Linked DNA regions of Mus musculus: region 1 is linked to region 2. Evidence: chromatin contacts called from public HiChIP or PLAC-seq data. All regions are on one chromosome and are shown on one strand. The core of a region is the stretch at or near the end of the contact, and the rest is flanking DNA. Distances in the headings are between cores, read along the strand shown. Region 1 holds the start of Nelfb (negative elongation factor complex member B). Region 2 has its middle 4.3 kb from the start of Gm13387.

Region 1 (4,022 bases), core at 152-2,651, 62 kb after region 2:
CACAGTAAACACCACAGCTCCCTGCAAGCCCTGCCTGTGTCGCCATGAGGACACAGCTGCCTCCATGAGGCCTCAGCTGCCCACAGACCCTACAGAGCCCAGACTGTGATGGACCTCCAACTCTTAGCAGGTGAATTCAGGCATCCAGAATCTCCACAGTCCTCTTCCCACAAAAGACCCACCCTGCACTTCAAGGGATAAATATTTCCATTTGGCTCAACCAGGGGAAGTGTGTGATATAAAGAAGGGGCCCAGAGCTTGCTGGAGGGCAAGTCCATCAAACTTTCCCAGAGCTAAGCAACTTCCTGCACTAAACACACAGTCTGAGAGGCTGGCCCCACAGTTCTCACCTTGGGCAAGTGTTTCATAACACACATCACCACTGGTTGTAGGGATGGCATCTTGACCAAAGAAAAGCTCTTTTCCAGAAGGTCTTCCAGCTTCTTGTACCTGCACAGATTTGCACAGCTGAGGAAGTGTGTCTCCACATGCAGAACATACAGAGAAGAGGAATCCCTCAAACACATTCCATTCCAGGTTGTATCTACAGGTAGGGCTGTGCAGCCATGGAGACCATCAATGCTACTCACAAAGATAAGCAGCTTCCTGGTAGAGACCCACCTCTCCTCTGCCTTTCCCTCAGAGGCAATTGCTGACACTCGTTCCAGAAGTTTGTCACGTAGTTCATCAAACACTGACTGATGGAACTCCAGCCGCGGTGTCCCGTGTAGATCCAAGAAGGGCAGGGCCGACTGCAGGGAAGGCAGCAACACGCCATTCTCTGTCTGGAGAAGCAGAGGGTAAACGCGTACGCATTTTGCTTGGCCGCAGCCAAGTCAGCACGGACACCACGGATGCCGAGTACTAGGGTCCGCCATAGTAACAGCGGAAAAGGGAAAACACTCAGTTACTCAGCGGGTCCCTAGCGCAGAACCTTTAGCGCCTCCATCCAAGCGTCGGGAGCGCGCCGAATTGTGTCCAGCTTCCCTAGCTGCCCCGGCCCCTTCTGCCCACCTGAAATTGTTCAATGGCCTTGAGAGGCTCGGTGCAGTTGGTCAGGGTCTCTTTCAGGTCCTCGCCATTGGCCACGCCCAGGTCCTGGAGCCCCGCGAACATGGCGGAGGCTCCGGCGGACGCTCGGCTGTGTACCCCATCCCCACCGCGCTCCGCTGGAGCCGTAGCGGACCCTGACGGAGCCCCAGAAGCCCTCTCCACGGTGCCACGAGGACCCCCCAAGCCCCGTTCGCCCGCCGCCTCCAGTGTGGCCAGATCGCGTCAGCAGAGCAGCTCGCACGGACCCACACCTCCCACTTCCGCCCTTGACTGCCTAGGTCCAGCAGCCAATAGGCCCCGGGAAAACGCCTCCGCCGCCCGCAGGTTCCGAGCAGCGACTTGCTACCCAGTGAGAGGTCGTGAGAACGTGCTCAAGGGGCGGGGTCGAGATGTGAAGTTACCCCATCTCCGGAGGCCTTAGCCACTCTAGCCCGCGCTCTTGTCAGTACGATGAAAATTTCAGCTTTTCAGTTCGACTGCTCTCTGGGAACCAGAACCTACGACAGTTTCAGGGGATCTGATGCCCTCTTCTGACCTCCACAAGCACCATGGGGTATACAGACATACATGCATTTATATGCATAAATGAAGTCACTTTTTAAGTGAGTTCTGGTTTGGGCTTAGTAGTACAATTTTTTTCCCCCTTGAGACATGGACACTTTAGACTTGGTTGTCTCAAACTCAGACCCTCTGCTTCCTGACTGCTGGGGTTAAAGGCTTGTGCTGTCACACTTGGCAATGATGCATATCTTTAATCCTAGCACTTGGGAGGTAGAACCAGGAGACTCTCTGTTAGTTCAGGACTAGCCTGGTTTACACAGTAACTTCCAAGACAGCCAGGGCCTGTCTGGGGAGGATGGAAAGAAAGAAAGAAATCAGCTCTGAGAGCTAGGAAAATAATAGCTCAGCAGTTAAGAACGTTTTCTGCTTATTGCAGGGGGCCTGGGTTCAGTTCCAGCACCTACATAGCAGCTCTGTAACGTCACTTCCAAGGAATCTAATGTCTTCTGGGTACTAAGCACACATACACATACATACAAGCAAACAAAACACCATACACATAAAATACATTTTAAAAACGTTCTTTAGTGAGATCTGTGTCTGGGTGTGGAAGAAAGTATGGAGAGAGCTCTGGAGAAATTGCTATTACTAGCTGCAGGGCAAGGCTCCTGAAGGGGGCTACTTCTAAGTAGGAAGGCAGATCAACAGTGCTGAGGGAACCATCATTGGGCAGGGGCTAGGGTGGGAAGGCTTTGGGCGTGGGTTCTCAGAACACAAGTTACCAAACCCAGTTGACTCTTCAGGTCAAGGCTCCAGGGGAGTAGGGCCAGTGTCTGGTGAGCTGATTCCCTGGGTCCTACCTCAGTGGGCTAGGCAAGGCTGTCTGCAGACAGGTGTCTGCACCCCAGGTTCTGACTTCCCATCCCATCCCAATAGTTCCTCAGCCCAGCAAGCATCCCTGATCCTCAGGTAGATGCTGGACCTTAGGTGAGTGGATTAGATTGTCCCACATTGCCTTTTCCTATTCTATCCTAGGTCAGAAAGCTTAGGGTTAGTTCCCAGACTGCCATTTCAATCCTGAAGAAAAGAACACCACGCAGGAACAGAGAAAGCCAGAAATACCAGGGAAGCAGAAAGCCACATATTCAAGACAGCCCATTGGGCAAAGGATGGGCAACCAGGCACACCAGAGACCACAGTTCAGAAGAATCATTTGCATCTTGGTATAGTGGGGTGAAAGGGGACTCTGGGAAGACTCTTCTTGTTGGACAGCCTAAGCCAGAAGAGTGGGTGAGGGGTGTCTAGAGGATCAGAAAGCCGGCTATAGACAAAGAGTTCCAAAGGAAGCCTTGGTAAGCCTCAAGAGAGGTCAGCTTTGCAACCTATACCCGATGGGCCTATAGTGTGCAGAAAGGGCCTGTGTCGTGGCGCTTGGGTCTGCGCACTCCTTGAATAACTACTCCAGGCGAAGATGGGAAGCGTGAGTTGTAGCAGTCTTCCACGTAGTAGGCAGCTGGACCTGGGGTTCCGGCTGCAGAGAGAATGAGCTGACCCTAGTCGTCACCCCAGCATCCCTCCCCTCCCTTGCGGCCCAAGCCCCACTCCAACCCCAAGCAGGCCAAGACTCTTTTTCTATGTCTTCCTTACAGGAGCTGACCCAGGATGCAAACGCAGGAGACCGGCTCATGGAGAAGGCAGGTGAGCGTGTGCTCTGCAGACGGTACCCAGGAAGGATGTTATAGGTGTTGGGGCTGGGTCGCTTCTCGCCAGAGGGCTTTGAGGTAGGCAAGAGTGGGGTATAGCTACAAGGACCTCGGGCTCGGAGCATCCCTGGGCGGAAGCGACTCTCCGGCATTTTGACAACAGAGCGATGGCGGTCTCCAAAGCTGAAGGCCGGGAAGGCAGGCTGGCTCAGCGGCGTGTACTCGGCGGGTGATGGCCACTATGAAGAGTCAGGACGCTGCAACCTCCTTGCCCAGCTTCATCTTACTATCCTCCTAGGCCTGATCCATGCTTTTGTGCTTTCCTAGCTCCTGGTTCTCCCTCTACGCCAAACCCAGGCATGTAGCCCCTCCCACAGGCATCTGACCCCTCCTTTCCTCACTTCCTCCTCACCTTCAACACCCCTACCTCCTCAAGGCGGCCCCTTCTCTTACTCTTCCTCTACCTGGCCCACATAGTGTCCCTACCTTTGTCTCTCGGTTGAAGTCGGTCTTCTGCATGAAGGGGCTTTCACTTTGGAGCCACATGGTCTGCCATGCCCTGCGGCCACCACCCTCTGCAGTGGGGCGGATGGTCGGTGGGGAGGTTTTCAGGGCAAGAGGTTCCCATTCCCCCAGTACAGGCAGGGTTGTGGGGGCATGCACCTCGAACCGGGTACTTGCGACCGATGGTGTATTGGGGGTGTGGAGAGGCCTCTCGCAGAGACATATTGGGCACCTCGTACTGGGCTGGGCCAGGGACATCCA
Region 2 (3,822 bases), core at 765-3,264:
GCTGGGCCAGCCTTATGCATCCTTTCTGTAAGCAGCCAATGTGTTCTGTTGGGTGTGCCTGAACTCTCTCCGACCTGGAGGGCAGAACACAGGCTTTCTCTAGGCTACAGCTTCTCTCAGACTACTGTATCACCAAACTAGGTGAGAGCAGCTCCTCAGACCCTGCCCAGCTCACACCTCTACACCACACCCTGCCCAGCTCACACCTCTACACCACACCCTGCCCAGCTCACACCTCTACACCACACCCTGCCCAGCTCACACCTCTACACCACACCCTTCCGCTCCACATGCACTTAGGAAGCACCAGGCAAGCTCATCTGAATGCCAGATTCCCTCAGGCAGATCTGAAGAGACTGGGCAATGTCAGCCCTGCCCTGGCCGGCACAGAACAGCAGACCCGGGCAGTGTAGACCCGCTGCTGGTGCACAAGTAGGAAAGCATCCATGCTTGCCTAACCCTGAAACCGTCTCCTTGCTGCCAAGTGTCCCAGAAAGCAACTGGCCAAGTGGGCTCTGTAGGATGATCTGTTTGACCCTTCTTCCTTGGCTGGATTACCATCAAGTTGGCCCCCCAAGGGGCAGGGCAAAATCCACAGAATTTAAGGAAGAGGTCCCTGCTGCCTGCACAACACCCTCAACCCTCCTGATGTGAGGCACTCTCTTGGCTGTGTGCTCTGAACAGGAGCCCTAGTAGGCCAGGTATCTTCCCTGAAGGGCCTAGGAAGCTGGTGACTGGTGGCTGCAGCCTGTGGCTTACACACAGCCATCCTCAGTGTCCCCGGCACCTCCTTCTGCAATGGCAGGGTGAAGGAGATAGGGGGTTCACTGGCACAGGAATAGGATGACACAGGCTGGTGTGGCAAGCCATCATCCTTCAGGGCCAGTGTCTTACCCCAACAGGGTTTCTTTGACAGATGGGGCACAACATTGTCTGTGGATAATGGAGACTGGAGAGCCATGAGGCCTGAACCTCCTGGTATAACAAGAACGGGGCAAGCCCTTGAGCAAAGCACAGCAGCTCTCCACTTGTGAGGAGGAGCTTGTCTATACGGGTGTAGTATGGCGGAGCAGGGCTGTAACCACACACACGCACACACACGCACACACACCCCTCCTTACCTTCTTCACAGGCTAGTTGTATGTCAACTTGACACAGACTAGAGTCATCTGAGAAGAGGGAGTCCCAATTGAGAAATGATTCCATAAGACTAGGCTGTAGGCAAGCCTGTAGAACATTTTCTTAATTAGCGATTGATAGGGGTGACACCCCTGAGGTCAGGAGTTCTATAAAAAAGAAGCTGAGCGAGCCAATAAGCAGCACCTCTCCATGGCCTCTACATCCACTCCTGCCTCCAGGTTCCTGCCCTGTTTGAGTTCCTATCCTGGTTTCCTCTGATGGTGATGACACTGCTGTAGTGTGAGCCAGATAAGCCTTTCCTCCCCAAGTCGCTTTGGTCATGGTGCTTCATCAGAGCAATAGTGACCTTAACTAAGGCACCTCTCCATACGCTGCAACTAAAGCTGTCTCTGCCCACTTGGCTGCAGATGCCTCCTGCTCAGTGAAGGTGCACCCAGCCCTGTGCAGAAAGCCTGACCACTTCTGCCACTCATGGGACCTGGGCAGGAGACACAGGGAGAGACCAGCATCACAGGATCCCACACCACAGGTGGCCGCAACCCTCCCCAGGAAGGCAGGTACTTGAGGCTCCTTACTCAGGACTCTTGGGGAAAGGAGTCAGAGTCTAAGCCTGGGACACACAGACATGAGGCAGCAGCTTTTACCCTAGATCATGGTAGGTCTTTCCTGAAGGCAGCCGTTGAATTTCTCCCTCCCCTCCATTACTTCCCACTCTGTGCACCTACCCAAGGTCCTCTGTGGAGCATTGTTTGTTTGGCCTGTGTTTCTGAATTCTGGAGTTCATAAAGCTGGTGACACTCTTATGTAAACAGAGCTGACCTTTCACTACACAGGTGACTCATGGCTGGGACTTTTTGCAGATGCCTGTGGCCACCAGGGAAGTTGCTATGTCCAAGGTCCCTGCCAGGGCCTTCCATGTAATATGTGACAGCATGCTCTAGGGACTTGCACAGAGCCTTGCTGTCTTGATGCAAACGTAGATCTGTTTGCTGGACAACAGTAAGGTGCACCACAGGGCAGCTGAAGTGAGTGTTGAGAGGGGTCCTGGGTCATTACGATATATGCCTGCAGCCAGCACTACACCTCCTGCTCGTCCACAGATCATCCACAGTAAGGGGCTGCGAATGAAGTACCAGTGGGGAACCACTGACCAGGGAGAGGCTTTCCACCTGAAATCCAGAAGACGCAGAGGGGGCTGTCACTGATGGCCTGTGAACAACAACCATAGCAGACATCACAGTGCTGGGCCTGGGCTGCTATAACAAACTTCTGGGCAGTACTCTAGCTCACCCCTTAGCTCTGTAGCCCAGGGCCCAAGGTCAGCTTCTCAGCAGCACAGTCCCTATGTCCCAGGGATGACCTAGAAGACAGCTGAGGAGCCTCTTTCTTCTTGCCTGTTGACCTTGCCTCGGTGGGCACCCATGTTCCTTACTCCCAGGTTCCTCCTCCAAGTATCACTCCATGTACCTGTCCCCGCTCTGGACAGTCAAAGGCCTCGTGTTTGCTCCGATGAAGGCCTCGTGCAATACCAAGCCAAGCACATTTCTTGGTGAGCACAAGAAATGATCACATGGCAAAAACTCCAGGGCAGCCCGCTCTTCCCCAGTAACCTGCTCTTGAAGAAGCTAATGGGTTCCATGGGAACTACACCAGTCCCTTCCGTAGCTGGTTCTCTCACATCTGACTGCCTCCAGCAGGCTCTCCTCTCAAGCCCAGAACTTTAGCATTGCCACATTAGGGACCAAGCTTCCAGCTAATAGATCTTTGGGAGCGTAGACGTCATATGTAGCTTTCTGCCAAAATCAGGCGTCAAAGCAATAAGAGCCTTTTCCAGAGGCAGAGAGGCTAGCGGGCTATGGTGTAGTGTGGTGTAGTTGCTATTCCTGGTTGTCAACTTGACTATATCTGGAATGAACTACAATCCAGAATTGGAAGGCTCACCAGTGATCCTAATCTGAAGGCTGGGAGATAGAAGTTTTCTGACCTGGATCTTGGCATGGAGATCTTGAGACATAGTGGCTATGAATTCCAGATTAAGAAAGGGAGATCTCTGAGTTCAAGGTCATCTGGGGTTAAAGGTGTGGTGGCACACACCTTTAATCTGGGTACACCTTCTGCTGGAGACCTTCATAAGGACATTGGAAGAAGAAAGATTTACTCTCTCCTTTTCCTGCTTGCCTTGTGGGACTGAGCAACTGCTCGATCCTTGGACTTCCATTCACAGCTGCTGCTGACCTTGTTGGGAGTTGGACTGCAGACTGTAAGTCATCAACAGGTTCCTTATTAGAGACTACCCATAAGTTCTGTGACTCTAGAGAACCCTGACTAATACATGTGGTGAGGTGTACATTGATCAAACTTGGTTGATCAATAATCTCCAGTGGGTGCAGGACATGGTGGTGCACGGCTTTAATCCCAGCACTTTGGAGGCAGAAGCAGATGGGTCCCCATGGGTTTCAGGCCAGCGTGGTCTACAGAGAAAATTCCAAGCCAGCTTGAGCTACACAGTGAGACCCTGTCTGAAAGGAAAAAAAAAAAAAAAAAAAAAAAAAAAAAGAAAAACAAAGGGAAAGGAAAAACCCCACCCAGTGGGTATCAAAGAAGCAGCCTTGGATGTTTAAGTACCTGCTCCTGCAGACGCTCTCGTGGGAATGACAAGCTTAGATCTTGAGTGTGCCATCC

Evidence for each region. HiChIP or PLAC-seq counts read pairs in DNA pulled down with a chosen protein or histone mark.
Region 1: an HNF4G HiChIP or PLAC-seq map of pancreatic cancer cells shows a contact between it and region 2. The contact joins the promoter of Nelfb here to the enhancer-like site in region 2. A contact is called at or near these places in 3 of 39 promoter capture datasets (hematopoietic stem and progenitor cells, liver and neural stem cells), 6 of 115 datasets of contacts at active chromatin or transcription factors (the SCID.adh cell line, effector CD8 T cells, embryonic stem cells and 2 more) and 3 of 9 other capture datasets (adipose tissue, liver and pancreatic islet).

Annotation. Positions count from the first base shown.
Region 1 is chr2:25,210,088-25,214,109 of GRCm38.p6, forward strand. It overlaps Nelfb (negative elongation factor complex member B), which reads right to left and starts at 1,402. Exons shown (of 13, transcript NM_021393.3): 1 at 1,015-1,402; 2 at 622-785; 3 at 351-450. The coding sequence starts at 1,260. It overlaps Stpg3 (sperm tail PG rich repeat containing 3), which reads right to left. Exons shown (of 6, transcript NM_028961.1): 3 at 3,921-4,022; 4 at 3,744-3,832; 5 at 3,202-3,496; 6 at 2,472-3,085. The coding sequence ends at 2,952.
Region 2 is chr2:25,147,862-25,151,683 of GRCm38.p6, forward strand. No RefSeq gene overlaps it. Among named protein-coding and RNA genes, the nearest start is that of Gm13387, 4.3 kb to the left of the region's middle. Within about 2 kb of position 2,015, at least 45 of the 459 cell types and tissues checked have an H3K27ac peak or open chromatin away from gene starts, as enhancers often do. A contact at or near this core is called in effector CD8 T cells and pancreatic cancer cells, where this site is marked.